Regions from separate parts of the Salmo salar genome. Here region 1 is linked to region 2. Evidence: chromatin contacts called from public Hi-C data. All regions are on one chromosome and are shown on one strand. Each heading gives the region's core, a stretch centred on a gene start, on an enhancer-like site or on the middle of the called end of the contact. The rest is flanking DNA. Distances are from core to core; before and after follow the strand shown.

Region 1 (3,526 bases), core at 564-3,063, 280 kb before region 2:
TTCTATTACAGGCTACACTGGTTCAGTGGGCCAGTCTGACAGCAGAGTTCATTCAGTTTCTTCTACAGGCTACTCTCGTCGTGGGCCATCTCGTCGTGGGCCAATCTGACAGAAACTTCTAGGTGGCACATTAACCCACTCTTTCAGTTCACCCATATTAGCCTGGTTGAGCAAGAGCCAGCAGCCAGTCAGTCCTCCTAACAAAGACTGATCTTAGCTCATATAGACAATATTGTTCATGTTATTTGAGGTAGCCTACTGATTGGCACACTGATTACACATGACTGAATGTCAATGAAGATGTATGAAAGTGGCTCACTGACATAATTCCTATAGTTTTTCAGAAATGAATACATTATTTTATTTTGTTTTTTAAAAATTAGGGTAGATTTGTATTGCAAAAATCCACTTTGTAGTCTGGACTAATTGTATCAGATGCAACTCCGGCTGCACATACTCCTTGTTCTAGTACGCAGTGCATTCCCCAGAGAGTAAATGGTGAAGCAAGAGAAGTAACTGGGCCCAAAAATCTGTCTTCTCCAGCAGGGGGCTTTCTTTTCCGCTCACCGAGCGAGTTTTTGTATGGAGGTCAATGAGAGAGTTGAATTTGGAGAAGAAAAAAAACATGTAATGGTTTATTTGCTACGTGTGGCTCATTTGATCGAACTGAAGTTTCATAATGATTAGGTTGTTACGAGTGTACTGATATAAGTAGGAGACGTGACATCCTGGCAACTTTAAGGAAAAAACACTTTATATAGATAGGAGTTGTGCTTGGTCTTCACTAGTTACCACAGCCACAAAGTCATAAACCCAGTTTATATCTACAATGTATCTTCTTAAAATGTGATTTTAAATCTAACCGTAACCACACTGCTAACCCTATGCCTAACCCTAACCTTGAAGTAGAAGCAAAAAGCAAATTTGGGTTTTCATGATTTTTTCCCCCAATTTAGCATTATCTTTACTTTGTGGCTGTGGTAATTAGTGGAAACCCTTGTCCACGCGTATCTGCCCTCTTATTGGCTAGAACCGTCCCACCTGATCTTTTCTTCTCCCGACTGCCTTCCATCTTTGAAGACGTTTCTTTACATTGTTCAGGCGATACTACAGTATCTGGTCAATGTAATGAATCATCTAATCTGTGATTCCCCACCGAGTTTTGCTCTTCCTTATGTAACTAATGTGAATACTATTGTAGGGTACCCTCTACTTCCATTTTCGCAAGGTTAAACCGTACTATTATTTAGTATTTGAATTAATAGATTCGGCATTATAGTTTGGGCGTTTCGTTTTGTTAGGCGTAAATGCGTGCAAATAATCTATGGTGCGTTCCAGGACTGGCTGGTGAATTGCTTTGAAATGTCCAACGTAGCCATAAACTCATTCCCATATCATAAAACGGAAGATGCCTTATTATTAATATCATTATTGCTGGTGCTAAGAACCAGACGAGACACCCGGCATTTGTGAGAACACACGTGTAAATTTGTACCCAGCCCGCCTCCATTTTCTTGGAATTCCATAATGCGCATGGAGAGTAGATCCATCCGCGTCTCCAGACGGTATAGACCTTTCCTTAAACACGTTCTGCGGTGTGTGTTTTGTCCCCGTATTTTCCGAGCAGATGCATACGTATTTATACCAAATGAACATTATAAAGGCAGTAGAATATTTAAAATCTAATGTCCCATATTGATTGTTACGTTTTGGCGCGATTTTGGGCTGTGGAAGGATACTGCTGTGCTGTGGTAGTATATAGTGAAATCTGTCTCGCCGCCACACCCACCCACAGATCGATCTGGTATAGTGCGTGAGGTATGGTAGCTAGATTAAAACGCAGTGGACCTTCAGTACTTTCAGATACAGCAGAATAATTACATTAGTTTATCTCTGTTTAAATTTCGTTGGAATTTAACAACTCACGAAAAAAGGCGTCTTCTTCCTTTTCTCACCCCCTGAAAGAATAAAGGTAAGAGTTTATATTTACAGGGTCAGAGTTTATTTCACATGGGTTTTTTTTCACGTGTTTTTTCCCACATGCCGGTAATTTAGGTGGGTTTCTTTCGTAGTTTGTCTAACTAGCTCGCTATCAGACGTTTAAAACACTTCTATTTCAAAATAGATTACAGAATGCACGAAAGGGTCATTTATTATGCATGAGTGATTTTTAGCTTCAATTCTTTATTTTGGCAAACATTTTTAATGTGCAACTGTCGATGCATGCTAGGCTAGTTTGTATTTTTTTTGTAAATTCAGATTAACGGGTGGGTATAATTTGTGGAACATTCCAACAGAAATCTGTTCCAGAAACTTCGTAAATAACAAGGTTGCCAACAACGCATACAAAGTTAGGGAGTGGGCTATTTCATTAAGTTTGTCATTCATCACGTTTATTACGAAAAATGTCTGTCTTCACTCTGGTAGCCTATGGACAAACATTAAGAATAAACTACGTGGTGAGTTGATTCCTATTCGGCGGCTAGTTAGCTAGGTGAATTGATCATGCTACTTTGTATGCGTTGTTTCTTAGCAACCTTGTACTTTACGACGTTTTTGGAACATATTCTGTTGGAACGTTCCACAAATTATACCCACCCCAGCTTAACTAATCAAATGAAATGTCCAGGTTGAACGCCCATATGTAACGTTAGCCTAGTTTTGCCATAGTTATTCTCTGTTCTGCTAGCCTACTGCTTGTTTATAGTAACTGCACCACTTTAGCCCTTTAAAACGTCTACTGGTATTTTAGCCACGCTTTACGATTGAGTTCAGCGGCGACAAGTGTGGGCGTGCTGGTTCGCCGTAGTTTTTCAGCACCAATCTCCGGTGTTTAAATGTTCGACTAAACGTCAGCTATTAAGCTAACTGTGGTAGATGCATTGTAGTTGATTGATATACATGTACCTGTGATATTTCTGAAATGTTATTGTTAAATACTACCCAATTTAAACATTTGTCCCCCAATCCCCCTTTCCCAACAAATTGTGCATTCCTGTATTATAGCCAGCCTACTTATAATAAAATGTTAATTTTATTCTGCTGAGCCATTTAATTTGTTCATATTCATATCTTTAATCATTTTTTATTGTTGAATTGTCGAGAAAGAAACGAAAAGTAGCATTTCGTTTGACGTGTATATCCCGTACATACGACTAGCACAACCAGAAAATGTGAATCTGAATGGGAGAGATGTTGAACTTTCCTTGAGGAAAATGTTAATTTGGAGACTGAGCTCCCCAGCTGTTTAAATTATGTCATGGGGATAACATCTGGTTGATGACCACCCTCATTGGGGCGGGCAAGGATGTAAACATGAATAAAACGTTGTGCTTGCAGATGGAGTACTAAGAGCATCACTAAAAAGTTTGAGAACTCTCACCACACTTGCATAGTATTTTGCCCTTTTTGCGGTGGTGCATTCTGAACTGCATTCTACTGTTCTTTTTAACACATTTTATCTTCCCTCTTCCCAGATTCAGCCAAAATGCTGCAGAGTTTCTCTCAGTCGCAAGATTGGTTCTAC
Region 2 (3,354 bases), core at 149-2,648:
TCGAACCAGGGACCCTTGCACACATCAACAACTGACACCCCACGAAGCATCGTTACCCATCACGCCACAAAAGCCGCGGCCCTTGCAACGCAAGGGGAAACCCTACTTCAAGTCTCAGAGCGAGTGACGTCACTGATTGAAACGCTATTAGCGCGCACCACCGCTAACTAACTAGCCATTTCACATCGGTTACAACTGCAGGCTATTATTTGGGTGCTTTAATAAGTCATTTTTGAAAGAAACTTTATGAATGTCTTGTCAACAGGGAGAACCGATAACATCCCTTTCAATTTAAGATTAATTAAACTTCCAATATTCATTCCCAATGCTATTGTACTTATTCGGGTAAAAACTGCTGAATGACTCCAAAAACGTGCTGTGATTCATTTATTTTGATACCAGAAATCACAAAAACGGGTTTGCCTTGCATAAACAGAGTCCCTTTGGACGGTAAAATGTAACGACTCAATCCCGCCATCTCCCGGCCTTTGTATCACTGTACCAATGATGTAATCCTGACAGAACACCACATGAGGTTATGATATAACTGCTAACGACTCAATGCGCTATGGTTATAAATAATGTGCCATGTTATCATAAATCGAATACATGTCAATATTCGCCATCCTGGCTGAAAATGCTTACCAAATTACCTCGCTAGGTTCGAATGAATGATGGGTCCTATATTGTAGCCAAAAATTTCCGTTGTGCTACGCGAGACGTGCACAGTACCCGCAAACAGCCCGATTGTAGTCTCGTAGTGGACCATTTGACTGCAGCCGACGCAGCCTTCTAACTGGACTGTAGCCTAATTATCGATAGATTAAACACACACACACACACACACACACACACAACCTGAATCCAACGCAAAACGTCTAGACTGATAGCCTTGGTTAAATGATTTAGATTTCTACTTCAATGCTGGGTTCCCGTCTACGGTTTCCATCGGCAACCGGCACATTGAAACCACGTCAAATTCGCTATTTACCAACAGACACATCAGGAACAGCCTAGAAGACGTCGGAGAAAAGCTAAATGGGCCCAATAAGGAGAACGAAAATATTGAAATATTGACTACAATGTTTCCACTTACCGATAGCTATGAAGACAAGGCTACCGCTGATATCCCTTAAACGCTGCTAGAGTTATCAAACGCCTACCCTTGTTGAAAACCTTCGATTCCTTCCCCAGGCAGGTTCAACCGACTGCAATCTCTAAAGATATGCCTCAAATTCTCGTTATGTGACTCTTTCACCGACATGTGTAAAATGCTGCAATGTTACGGTAACCCGCGATGGAAGATGAGCATGAACTAATTTTATAATTCCTATTTGCGTTGTGTTCACCAGCCACTCATGGTCACCTTCTTCTTCATCTTTGGAATTGGGTTGGTGGATCGCATCCAACTTTAAAGTCCATACACCGCCACCTACTGTACTGAAGTGTGAGACCAGTCACGGCCTACCTACATTAAATTATCTTAATTATTCCGGTTCCTAAATAATAATAATAATAATAATTCCACCAATTAACCCTACACCTATATATCACAATTTCATAAAAAATGTAAATCACCACCCCATTAACTCTTTTGCATTAAGATCTTGTATACCCAGGTACTTCTCTTCAACTGCCACCTATACTCATTAAAAACCCACTCCCCCATTCCACTACTTTGACCCCATCTGCTCCTGCACTATGTCAACATACTGGGATGACGGGACACCATCCCTCAACACACCCTGTAATTCTTCTGAATTCAAATCTCGTATACTTCTATGCAGCTTCCACCACAACACATTTTCTGCGATTTTACATTCCATTTCTGCAGTACAGTTGATAACCATTGCTATGAAGGCTAAGAAGCCAACCTTACTCAAACATAAATCACTCATTGTCCTATCCCTCTGTGCTGGTAAAAAAAAAACTACTCACTGGGATCCTCTCAGGATCCCTCACCCTTGACCCATCCTCCTCTACTTTTTTCACTGCCTCAACATACAACACTTTCTGCACAACTCTGACTCTGGCCACTTAAACCTGCCCCTCTCGTCATTGTCAACGGGAGATGACGCTTAAAATGACTATAGGCTTTCTCCTTAATGATGCAATCCGCGCTATCTGGGATCCTTGGGACGTCCCTACCCCATTGAAGTTTACATCTTAAATGCTAGGGGTTAGGGTATGGACATCCCAAGGATCACAGATAGCACTGAACATCATGCAAGCAACTGGGCAAGTTTGTTTTGAATGGTCTGGTGCCGAGGGTGGATTAAGATTTCCCTCAAGGACAAATGGAATGGTCTCAAATGGAGAACGGTGTGATTGCTACCCACCATTCGGGGCCCGCAACTCACATGCCTTCCTGCATGCGTTCACACACATGCAGAGACCACTTGCCGCGTTCACATTCTAGTTAGAACTAGAAGACTGAAATTTCCGACTTGCTGAAAGCGGCACGTGTATAACTACAACCAGTTAGCATGTCGGAAATGTTTGAGTTTACTAGTTCCGACTAGCACGTGAACGCGGCAACTCTCACCATTGAAGGTAGTTGAGCCCATGGCTGTGTTCGAGAGCATCAAAACCGGGATGAGTCATGGGTAAATTGTGACTGACTGATCTACAGATAATATTGAGTAGTTTTTAGGATGCAAGGTGATTTATAGATCAGTCAGTTGACTTGTCTTTAAACTCAACTGCAATGTCGAATGAGCCGTGCGTCTTGTGCACTTTGTTTGCGAGTGTTTATTGTTATAATCATTCCAAATACTTTTATATAGTCAACAAGTTTCTAAAACGCTTCTGTTTCTGTAATTGTAATGTATGCGTGTCTACGTTTAAATGCTGTTTATGGTGTGTCTATGACTGAAACATTGTTCCCCCTGCTGCTTTCTTGGTTGAACCAGGTCTCTCTTTAAAAACAATATTTTATCTCAACGAGACTAATCTGGATAAATAAAGGATAAAAAAAATAACATAAATGTAGGCATTCTTGCATCTGCAGGAACCCCTCTTTATACTATTGGTACATTTTTAAGCTAGGACTCCAGCACAGTAGGTGGCAGTAATGCACCAATAACACAGGTGGGAGGCAAGGGCCGCTATCTAGGACACTGGTAGACACGACTAGACAGTGTCCTATGGGGGGTGATAAGAGACACATATAAGCCTAACCGTACCACTGTGTGACTGTTGCCTAGCATTGCACGTCTGACTGACATGACATGATACAAACACCTTGCGTGACGCCTGCGTCGCATGTTAATGAAAGTCATAATGTGCATAGTTTATATTTATGTTAATAAAATCTCAACCATATGTTGAAAAACGTACCATTTTTCCCGTGCA

What was found. Hi-C and Micro-C count contacts between places; a contact is called where the count stands out from the background.
Region 1: a Hi-C map of gill shows a contact between it and region 2, with 3 times the contacts expected there. The contact joins the promoter of mych here to the promoter of osgn1 in region 2. A contact is called at or near these places in 3 of 3 Hi-C or Micro-C datasets (blood, gill and muscle).

The regions. Positions count from the first base shown.
Region 1 is chrssa12:42,179,537-42,183,062 of Ssal_v3.1, reverse strand. It overlaps mych (myelocytomatosis oncogene homolog), which reads left to right and starts at 1,813. Exons shown (of 3, transcript NM_001173631.1): 1 at 1,813-1,972; 2 at 3,477-3,526. The coding sequence starts at 3,488.
Region 2 is chrssa12:41,901,780-41,905,133 of Ssal_v3.1, reverse strand. osgn1 (oxidative stress induced growth inhibitor 1) reads right to left here and starts at 1,398. Exons shown (of 6, transcript XM_014131667.2): 1 at 1,097-1,398.